3 separate regions of the Cydia pomonella genome follow, and all the other regions are linked to region 1. A link is a contact called in public Hi-C data. All regions are on one chromosome and are shown on one strand. Each heading gives the region's core, a stretch centred on a gene start, on an enhancer-like site or on the middle of the called end of the contact. The rest is flanking DNA. Distances are from core to core; before and after follow the strand shown.

What was found. Hi-C and Micro-C count contacts between places; a contact is called where the count stands out from the background.
Region 2: a contact with region 1 is called in a Hi-C map of whole body, with 7 times the contacts expected there. The contact joins the promoter of LOC133529735 here to the promoter of LOC133529626 in region 1. A contact is called at or near these places in 2 of 2 Hi-C or Micro-C datasets (both in whole body).
Region 3: a contact with region 1 is called in a Hi-C map of whole body, with 4 times the contacts expected there. The contact joins the promoter of LOC133529737 here to the promoter of LOC133529626 in region 1. A contact is called at or near these places in 2 of 2 Hi-C or Micro-C datasets (both in whole body).

What each region holds. Positions count from the first base shown.
Region 1 is chr21:9,533,585-9,536,913 of ilCydPomo1, reverse strand. It overlaps LOC133529626, which reads left to right and starts at 1,969. Exons shown (of 4, transcript XM_061867381.1): 1 at 1,969-2,566; 2 at 2,643-2,987; 3 at 3,307-3,329. The coding sequence starts at 2,381. It overlaps LOC133529630 (protein polybromo-1), which reads right to left and starts at 1,695. Exons shown (of 33, transcript XM_061867384.1): 1 at 1,401-1,695; 2 at 1,121-1,270; 3 at 286-457; 4 at 1-63. The coding sequence starts at 1,523.
Region 2 is chr21:9,339,320-9,342,866 of ilCydPomo1, reverse strand. LOC133529735 (phosphoacetylglucosamine mutase) reads left to right here and starts at 2,274. Exons shown (of 13, transcript XM_061867534.1): 1 at 2,274-2,521. The coding sequence starts at 2,418.
Region 3 is chr21:9,288,808-9,292,242 of ilCydPomo1, reverse strand. LOC133529737 (2-aminoethanethiol dioxygenase) reads right to left here and starts at 1,638. Exons shown (of 1, transcript XM_061867536.1): 1 at 1-1,638.

The sequences.
Region 1 (3,329 bases), core at 720-3,219:
CTACATCCGACCGCCGGGACAGAGAGCCAGTGCGGGACACTCTTGGTGGTTTCACCTCTTCACCTAAAAGTCATTTGTTTTGTTAGGGCCATCAGATATATCGGTGCGGCCAAGGTGTTCACAAATATCTGAGCAAGCACTTTGACCATAGAGGCATGTTCAGATATTTGAGAGTGTCTTGGCCACTCCGATATAAACAAAAGACACAGCCATATTTGCCCAAATTCTCATTTTCTTTTTAACATGGCAAACAATAGCAAACCAAATTACCAACATATATCATACCATTTTCCAAAGCATGTTTGGTTTGCATATACAGTTTCCACAGCTCAATAGCATCCTTGTACTCCACAGTGTCGGGCTTGTAGAACGCCTTAGCATTGTTCACAAGCAACTCAATGTCTGCCGACAGCTCGTCCAGGTCTTCGTAATTATCCATTTTGAGCTTCTGTTGTACCTGGAACAGTAATAAGTAAACTAGACACAAGATAAGGTCAAAGGGGAGAACATTTATCAGGTCTAGAAGCTCTTTTGTTACTTCTAACTCTTGCACTTGTACAAATAGTCCAGCTCCAGGTCTGCTTCAGACATACTGCTAGCCCAGCCAGGCTAGCACCATGCTGAGTCAGAACCATTTTCTGGCTTATATGTTATGTTACTTGTTGTTTTCCTCTTTTATTTTGCCACAACTTAACACTCTCTACTCTACATACTTCAGGTCAACATACTACAGGTTGGTAGAGCAGAAAAAGTGAAGCTCTTCCTTTCTTACTGTGTCTGAGCGATTACATATACAAATATGAGAGTTCTTGCCCTATTATCTTCCCAAACAAAAAAATTATATGCTGATCTTCCCCACATTGACCTCAGATTTTATAGAAAAATCAAGAACCTTAAAATTAGGATATGTATAGTTGGCTCTATTTATATAACAGAAGGTAGATTACTTGTAAAAATGCTATGAAACCACTTTCGTTCTGATAGTCAGTAAGGCGGCGAGCGGTAAATAATTAAAAAGACCTTTGTCTTCTAGATCTAGTGTTGTCCGTACTTAAATATATCTCCAATAGGACAGAACAGATTTGACAATTCCGACAATAATGATGATGGCAAAACTTACCCTTAACAAGTCAATAGGCTGTGACACTACTTCATAGTATTGCGGCTCTTGACGTCTTTTGGGTGCTCGGATAAAGGAGTCACAAAGTAATGTCCCATCATCCTTCTTGAAACCTCTGATCGTGTCATACAGTTGTTGGCACATTTCACTCTGAAATTTTCAATCAATTTAAATTAACATAGTTAAACACACTTTAGCAGTTCTCTCTTATTACCCCTCAAGGGTTTATATTATGAGGTGTGCCGCGCGGCAAAACGTATTTTGGTTAGCATTAACTTACCGGATCCAGTTTTTTCTTTTTACGCGAGGGCGGAGGCCCAGGAGTATGTTCCACTCCATCATCACTGTCGTCTCCGTCAGCTCCACGGCTCGCCCCTGACGAAGCCCGACGTCTTTTACTCATTTTCAACCTATACCAAGCTAATCCAAAATCCACTGCACCGAATCGGATAACTGATCTTAAGTAACTGCGACTTGTCAAAGTTACATTGTTTGAAGTTATAACAGGTTACGCATTAATTATTTGAAAGTATTTCGTTGAGTTACATGAAATACTCTGGTCTTAAAATGTAAATTTAGAAAATTCACAACAAGCGTCGTCCGGCCATTGAAACACATTGAAATTTGTTCCGGTTCACGCATAACTTTATGTGCGTCGTGATTTCTAACGTCAGTTAATGTAAACAGCACGGGCATTTTCTTGGTCCTGTAAGCAAATTTAAAATGTCAAGGATTTATAACAGCTTCCAGTAATTCACTTCCAATTGTGTTATTAAGATCAATTATTTTAATATTGTTATGTGAGCGATATGTGCAGATATGTGACAATTGTAACAAATCATCAAAATGGAACGTTACTTTGAGGTTGCTAAACGTAAAAAAAATAGCTTGTCGTCATACATGCCACAAATGACAAAAACATTATTACTACGTAAAACCAAAAAATATTCTTCTATCCACTGATTGCAATTCTTAAAAAGTCTTACTAGGGCTCCATTTTAAAGATAAAGTATATTTTATAGGGAAAAGGTGGAAATTTTCAGGTGGCAACCTTCAGTTAACTGCCTTCATCTTCAAGTCCCGCCAAAAAGTTCGGACTATGGAATTGTGAGAATCGGAAAACTAAAAACTGCCTTCAAGTTTGTAATGTTTTCTATCTTCTACCCACGATATTGTTATTGTACATCATTGGTGGAGTAATACGATTCATACGTGGAAAACCTAACCTATCACTCCTTTCTTCAAGTGTCTTTCATCGGTATGAATATGAACAAATATTCCAAGAACTTTATTTTGGTCGGGGACTTGAACCATCATTGTCTGCTGTGCAAGGAGTCGTTTCTGGCAGTAGACGACTTGGAGAAGCACTTAAGATGGGAGAAACACCGGAAAAATATCAAAGACCTGAGCCCTATGCCGAAGTTTAAGAGGGATCGCATTTTTAAGGTATAATTTTTCCAATGAGTTCAGCTTTGACGACCCATATAAACTTAAAAAATAATAATTTCTGATTTTTCAACAGATCGATGACAAGTACTTCTGTGAGCATTGCAACCAGATTTTTAGCACTATTTCGGAAATACCCAAGCACATACAGGATGAATATCACCAAAAGCGTAAAGCTGAACCCGAAATGGAACTTCGACCCTCACTGTGTAAAAGAGAGTCTGGTATAACATTTATAGGGAAGGATAATAATATGATTAAGATTCCTAATAAAGAGTGGTATGGAATAATAGATTCAAGATGCATATTCTGTGATGTTGATGTGGATCATTTTATGAAACATATTTCATGGTCGGACCATATGATAACTATGATTCAAAGTAAGATTGTTCTGAATGAGGAAGGCATATTTTATAGGGAGGTAAGTTCTTATTTTATATATTAAGGGGTGTTGTTGCTACCTTTCTTATTTATTGACTGGGTCCACACAGAGTGAGCGAGCAAGCACGTACACGCGAGGCAATTTCTTCACGCACAAACGGCCGAGGCATGTCTACACTGGCCTGTTTGTCCGTGAGGAAATTGCCTCGCGCTTATGCTCGCTCTGTGTGGACCCGGCTACTTACTACTACTATACTACTCTTGGGCATTAAAAAGATAAGGAGAATGCTGATTATCTTAGACTAATTGAATAAAAAAAATCCTTAATAGTAATGATTATATGCTTACACATTTTTCAGTTTAAAGACAAGTATGGTTACTG
Region 2 (3,547 bases), core at 1,025-3,524, 190 kb after region 1:
TTTCAACTTTGAGATAATCGCAGTTAAGTTCAAAAGAGACTATTTTCCTTCAATGAAATTCTTCAAAAGTTCATCTACTTAAACGCTTCTGTAATGTTTAATCATTGCAAAGCAGACAGTTTGCAATACTTGAAATACTTCCAACAAAAACTGATTTCATTAGTATTATTCGACTATGCTTAGTACATAATTAAGTTTGTGTTGCTGTCGCTACACCGCCGCCCGTTCATCAGTCACGAGCGGCGAAGCGTAGCGCAGATTTATCTGCTACCAGTACACCCTACATGTCCTATTTTCAAACAGTTTCGACTGATCTAATACTGCCATCTAATCTGCATTGTTATAATTAGATCCGAACTGTCAAATTAATTATTTGTAATCGGATCGGGAATATTATACAGGACCACTAATTGCAAGCTAGCGTGGCTAGATTTAGGAGCTAAGTGGGTACCTAATTATTTTTTTATGCTATTTGGAAAGGCTAAGGTGGGTCACAAAACGTTCGAGATAACTAGTATCCTTTCTGTGGACATTAATAAAATTAGGTAAGCTTTACTTTAAACTCTGTTTATTTTATGATGTTTACAGGACAGACTCATGTCGCATAATTTTAACTCATAGATAAGTATAAAGAAGTTTTGACCCAGTACTGGTATGAAATCAACACTGATAAGTATTTAAAAAAAGCATTTCAGGTTTTTGGACGATTTTTGATAAATATGAGGTTTTATCACTACAGTTTAATACCTAATACTCATGTGCGAAAAAATCGCTCAAATTTGAACCTTCGAACCTATTTTTTGTATACCACGTCGGTGGCAAACACGCATACAGCCCGCGTACCCGATGCCCGTATGCTTGTTTGCCATCGGTGGTATGCAGTTACCGTAGCTTACGCTTTCAACTCCAGAGGTGTTACATGCGCGTTGGCGACCCTTTAAAAACCTTTGTACACTTCTTTTTTGAATAACCCCATAAAAATAACCCTCGTTAAAACCTGGGCAGGGAGCTCATTCCACAGCATATACGTAGTTTCAACGTATGGAACCTGGAACCTCGTATGACGTCGACCGATTATCCATAAGTGAGTCAATATCAGAGTGTTTTTGTCCCTCTAATTTCTTTGGGCACATTTTTGACGAAGTGTTTCGTGATTTTGGTATGTTCGTAATGTCTGGTAAAGATCCCAGACTACTAAACACCTAGAAATATTTATCATCAAAATGTAGAGACACTTCGTCCACACATGTGTATCCAAAGGAAATTGCGTGTTGTGGTAGTGGATGGTTTATGCTTGTTTACGTAGGTATAAAAAAGGAAATTGGTCTTGGAAATAATAATAACCTGCCTGCACCCAACTTTATGACTAGAGTCATAACAAGATAAGTTGGTAGCGATTTTAATAGCCCAGACGGTGCAAGTGTCAAGTAAACGTCATAATTTCAAAGAAGTTTGACGTTTAAAATAACCCGTGCACCGCCTGAGGGCCTACCGCGAACCACGTTCGACGTGTTGTCTCCCTGTCACACTTACGTACGAATATACAAGTGCGACAGAGAGGCAACACGTCGAACGTGGTTCGCGGTAGGCCCTCTGGGATATAAAATCGCTGCCAAATTATCTTGGATTGACTCTATGATATTTAGGTATACTGTATTCACATAAAGCAAAAATATGTTTGTGACGTGGTTGTGACCTATACGCATAGCATACATGTCATTGCAGGTAATCATAGTAAGTATGGTATAATTAACTTGTTTGTAGTATCAACACCTGCGTCATTTGCATAGTTATTCAATCTAGTTCAGATCGGCGACGTGTGCAATCATGTCATGACGGATTTGACATACCTAGACCTACACGGTTCTGGTTTACATACCAGTCCTATGCTATAGTTTTAGTTAGGTTCCTAATTGCTTCTCATTACAATTTTGGGCAATTTTCAATCGTGGCTGAATGCCGGATGGATCTGTGCCTTCTTATTCTTTGCTCAAGTCCCAAAAATTTGATTAAAGTGACATCTATGGAGTATTTTGTGTAACATATGAGTAAATACTTCTCAAAGCGACACCTGTGGACGAGTAGCGATACTACGTAATAAGCTTGATGACCACAGCAATTTTTGTAATTTGACAGTTGGGTTAATACTGCTAAATAAAAATGTACAATCGAAAAATAAACCAACATGAGAAGAAGCATAAGCCACTAGCGCCATTATTGGAGTACTGATGGGCTATTTAATTGGATTGGATTATCAAGGAGTGTTTTGACGTTGAAAATGATATGTCAATGACGTCTACTTGCTTGCTTTTGCTTGACGTTTTGCAGCGGGAATGTAGAAAGAAATCTCGTTTGTTGATTAAAAGTGATTGTAAGTGTGCGATACGCGGCCTTATAAATAAAAATCTCCTATCACGATGCCGCCGAGTAGCTTACGAGTGGTCTACGCGTTCGCCAGGGAAATGCATCCGAAAACGACCGATGTCTTTATCGAGTATGGCACGGCCGGATTCCGCACAAAGTGAGTCTTATTACATTATTCATGCAAGGTTTTTCCATTCTAATAAGTAGGAGCGGTTATTACAACATTATATTGTAATAAACGAAGTATTTAGCGCGCCTTTCTCTCAGACAACGCGTAAAATGTCATGTCGCCAACTGTGTCGATTCGCGTATTTCCTTTTAGAATCGTGCTGGGCTGTGACTCATAATTTCAAATCGTATTTGGGTACCTATAACGGGAAGGAGTCGGCGTAATTATGGTCAATGACTCCGCGATAGGGTGATAAACGTGGATTAGTCATTCATTCATAGTCTACGAATTTTTACTATGTGTCGTAATCGTACCATCATTGATTTAGTCCAGGTGAATAGGTAAATGAATGCGGCCTTGGCGTAATTAAAATATCGTTGCAATTAACTTTAGCATTGGTAAAAGTGTGTAGACCTGTTTAGGCCACAAATATAGGTTAATTATAAGGGCAATAATATTATAATAATTATTTTACCCTTCTTATTTACATTATATTAGTATATTATCAGTAATGACTGAAATTAATTTTAAATTGTTTAAAAAAAAGTAATAACTAATGGAAAAAATCATGAAGTGCCTACAATAGTTATGAAGACTTACAAGTTTTCTGTTATTCTTTGTTACCAAACCAGGGCATTGCCATTTGCATGAAAAGGTCAATATGATAATATACACCTACATCCATATTTATTCAACTAAACAACTAAAAAATATTCTTTCATCTTAATGATTTTTAAATATTTTTGGCTTGAAGCCAAGCACTCTTCATATTTGTTTAATATACACACTCTTTCAATATTTTATTGATCAACATAGTGTTATCATCAAGTAACTGGCCAGTTCAATCAACTCTGAAGAAAAATAAAACATCTGTTTTTAAAAATAGAACAGGGAACACATGGTAAAGAAATGGCATTGCTTTTGCCAATTGTTTGACCAAGCTAAACTGTAACTTATGTCAAGTGATTTGAGATCAATTTTGATTGCCGGTCATGGTTAGATTAACTGTAATAA
Region 3 (3,435 bases), core at 389-2,888, 240 kb after region 1:
TACTTAATCTCATTACTCATTCATTGCATAAGTACAGTTCATCGCTAAATTTAAACTTGTTTTGTAAATCACTAAGGTATTGTGTGGTCTGTCGTAATGGCGATATTTACCGCGTGTGGCGGGCTGTAAAACCACTTAAATAAATACCTCTGTTTAAACGCGATTTTATTGAGATTCCAATAGTTTCGTCTGTGTTTTATCGATACTATTTAAACTGTTTATATCGATTAACTGGAAACATTAAACATACCTAGTAGATAAATTCATTAACCGTAAACGGTAGGTGGAAAGGTAGCTTTATGTAGGGTCTTGTCAAATAAAAGTTGCGTAATAAATAAATAAAATAAATAAATAAATAGACCAAGATAACTCTGCAGCGGTTTTTACAGCACAGGCCGAAGTTTGGGTTTCGGTTTCGGCGGAAAAATTATGTTTCGGCCGAGGTTCGGTTTCGGTCAAAATACTGCCGCACCTTTCGGCTTTGCCGAAACTGTATTTTCGGTAATATCCGACCGAAGTTTCGGTTTGGGTTTCGATAGGGTTCGACATAATAATCATGTTTCGGCCGAAACTAAAGCAAAGCCAACCTTCGGTTAAGGTTTCTCCAAAAATCCGATATTGGTCGGATCACTAAAATAGGCTAGGTATTTACCAGTGTGAGGGCTATAACCGCGAAAATTAAAGTTCGTCAAATGCGGGCATTTTTCTCTGTCACTCTACTACTCAGAGGAGTACAGGTTGGAATGCGGCGTGAGGCAGGGAGGTTTGACGTCTCCGCGGCTTTTCAATCTATATATCAATAGCCTGACCGAGGAGCTCACCGGAGCCGGCATTGGGTGCTCAGTTGGTGGCAAAATAATGAACAATATAAGCTACGCTGATGACATGGCTCTGCTGAGCCCATCGATCGGAGCCCTGGAGATATTGATAGGAATCTGTGAGAGGTACGCGGAGACCCACGGTCTCAAATACAACTCCAAGAAAAGTGAGCTACTCGTGTTTAAGGCGGGTTCAAAAAAACCGAAGTTCATACCACCACTAAAACTGGGAGGAACTGAGTTAAAAAATGTCACTCAGTTTATGTATTTGGGGCACTGGGTCACCGAGGACCTCTCTGACGATCTTGACGTGGAGCGTGAGCGTAGGGCATTGGCGGTGAGAAGCAACATGTTGGCTCGCAGGTTTGCACGTTGCACGAAGAGTGTCAAAACAACTCTTTTTATCAAAACAACGCATTTTGTCAGTCTTTTTATACGTGCAGCCTGTGGGTCAAGTGTACGCAGAAATCTCTCAATGCCTTACGCATCCAGTATAATAACGGTTTCAGGGTGTTCTTGGGGTTGCCTCGATTTTGCAGTGCGTCGGGGATGTTTGCGGAAGCTCACGTAGATAGCTTTCAAGCCATAATGCGTAAGAGAGTGGCCTCCCTGATGCGCCGTGTTAGAGTCAGCCCCAACAGCCTTCTGAACACTGTTATTGACAGTTTAGATTGTCCAATAGTTGCAAAGTGGAACGCTATGCACATGAACAAATTGAACAATAGAGGTGTTGTTGGGCTATTTTAGTTATAAGACTTAGATTTAGGTTAATTTAATTTATTGTATTACTTAATGTTTTTTTTTATTTTATTATTAATTTTTAAATGTTTCTGTTTTTTTATTATTATATTATATAATAAATAATGTATGGGTCTTGTTATCCGAAATAAATGATTAAATTAAATTAAATTAATACGTCTTAGTGAGAGTAAAAGAGAAAGATCCCCGCAATTTGCCAATTTCGGTTTTCGCGGTAGGCGGTTCTCGGTAGGTAGTGTTCAAAATCTGCCTACTATCAAATGTACCGCATAACCGCCAGGAATACGCTATCACAAAACGATACACACCAATCCCACAAATCAACTCCAGTAGGACCATCAGCTCGAAGAGGCTCGGAATAGCCGGGCTACTGCGCTTCGTCCGTTTGTTTGGCAGGTACACGTGGGTGGGCTTCCAAGAATCGCAATTGCTGCCTGCCTTTAAATTAGTTGTAGATGTAGCTTAATGTCTATTTTTAACGATTTCTGTGTTAGGGCCGCGTGAGTGTTAGTGAACACCTTCTACTGAAGTTGTCAAACATATCTTAAGCGTCTGCACCAAGCTCGGTTTTTCATGTCATTTCAAAACGATTAGCTAAATTGCTCTGGAACTTTGTACTTACAACAGGATAAGGTACGTCTTGTCCTGTAGGGTTAAGATGGTCGGTTCTTTATCATTTGTCACCATGCCTGTGACGTTCTAACAAGTATGTAAGCGCGAAAGTGACGGGCATAGTGACAAGTGATATAGATGGAACCATGCTGCTGCCGCTGCAGCGGAATCGTGGTCGCATTTTTATCACCTGTCATGTCATGCGTCACTTTTGCAATTACATAAACTTGTTAGAACATGACAGACATAGTGACAAATGATAAAAAGCCGACCAGCTGTAATTAGTATATACATATAGTAGCTACAGATACAATAGTTAAAAAAAAGGAGCGAATTTAAGTTTTTCATACAAAATTTATTTTTGTTCTATTTCGTTTGTGTTATAAATTGGAGCTATATAAACTAATTACAGGCATAGATATAACTTATGTAATTGTATGTGCAAAGCTTCATTACAATCAATAACGTAGTTTTGAAATGAGACCGAAAGTCCGTTTGTAGGTAATACCTATGGGAAGGTGAAATTCGGCCGAGCTTACTGCGAACTCTTAAGAATTCGGCTCTGAAATCTAACTAGATCCATTATCAAGACATATTGCTAATGGTTGCGAATCAAATGCACTGGATTGCCTTTATTGACATGATGCCAATGTTGGATTAACTTAGTGGATATGTAGAGGTACCTACTTAGTAATTGGTCTCGTGTAAAACACTGTATAAAACTTTTATCGTTCTATAAAAATGTTTCTGTATTCCGATCGAGAGTTTATTACTTCGAGTATTACTCAAAAATGCGCGTTTTCCTAGAGATATTAGCTTGATTGATTTTTCGCCCCTAAAACCCCAATATAGCAAATTTCATCGAAATCGTTATCGTCGTCGTCTGTTTCCGAGATCACCGAAATATATATACATATATTATATATTTATATATACACAAGAATTGTTTGCCGACGTTTGTCGACCTAGGGGCCTAGCCTATCTTTTGCGCCATAGCGATCGAAACGCTAATGACTCTCTATCACTTCTCCAATTAGTGTGATAGAGAGAGAGAAAAGCGTTTCGTTGACTACACCGCTAACGTCATGTTGGCTAGGCCCCCAGATACCAACGCCTAACACACATCGTAGTGCACCTTCGTCTACCTACCTCAAAAGACTTCCTACTGAATGTAGCTTCACTAAGCAATGTAGTGAAGAATCTGAAGATACTGAAGGCCACGTCTATATTTGAGCCCAATAATGTC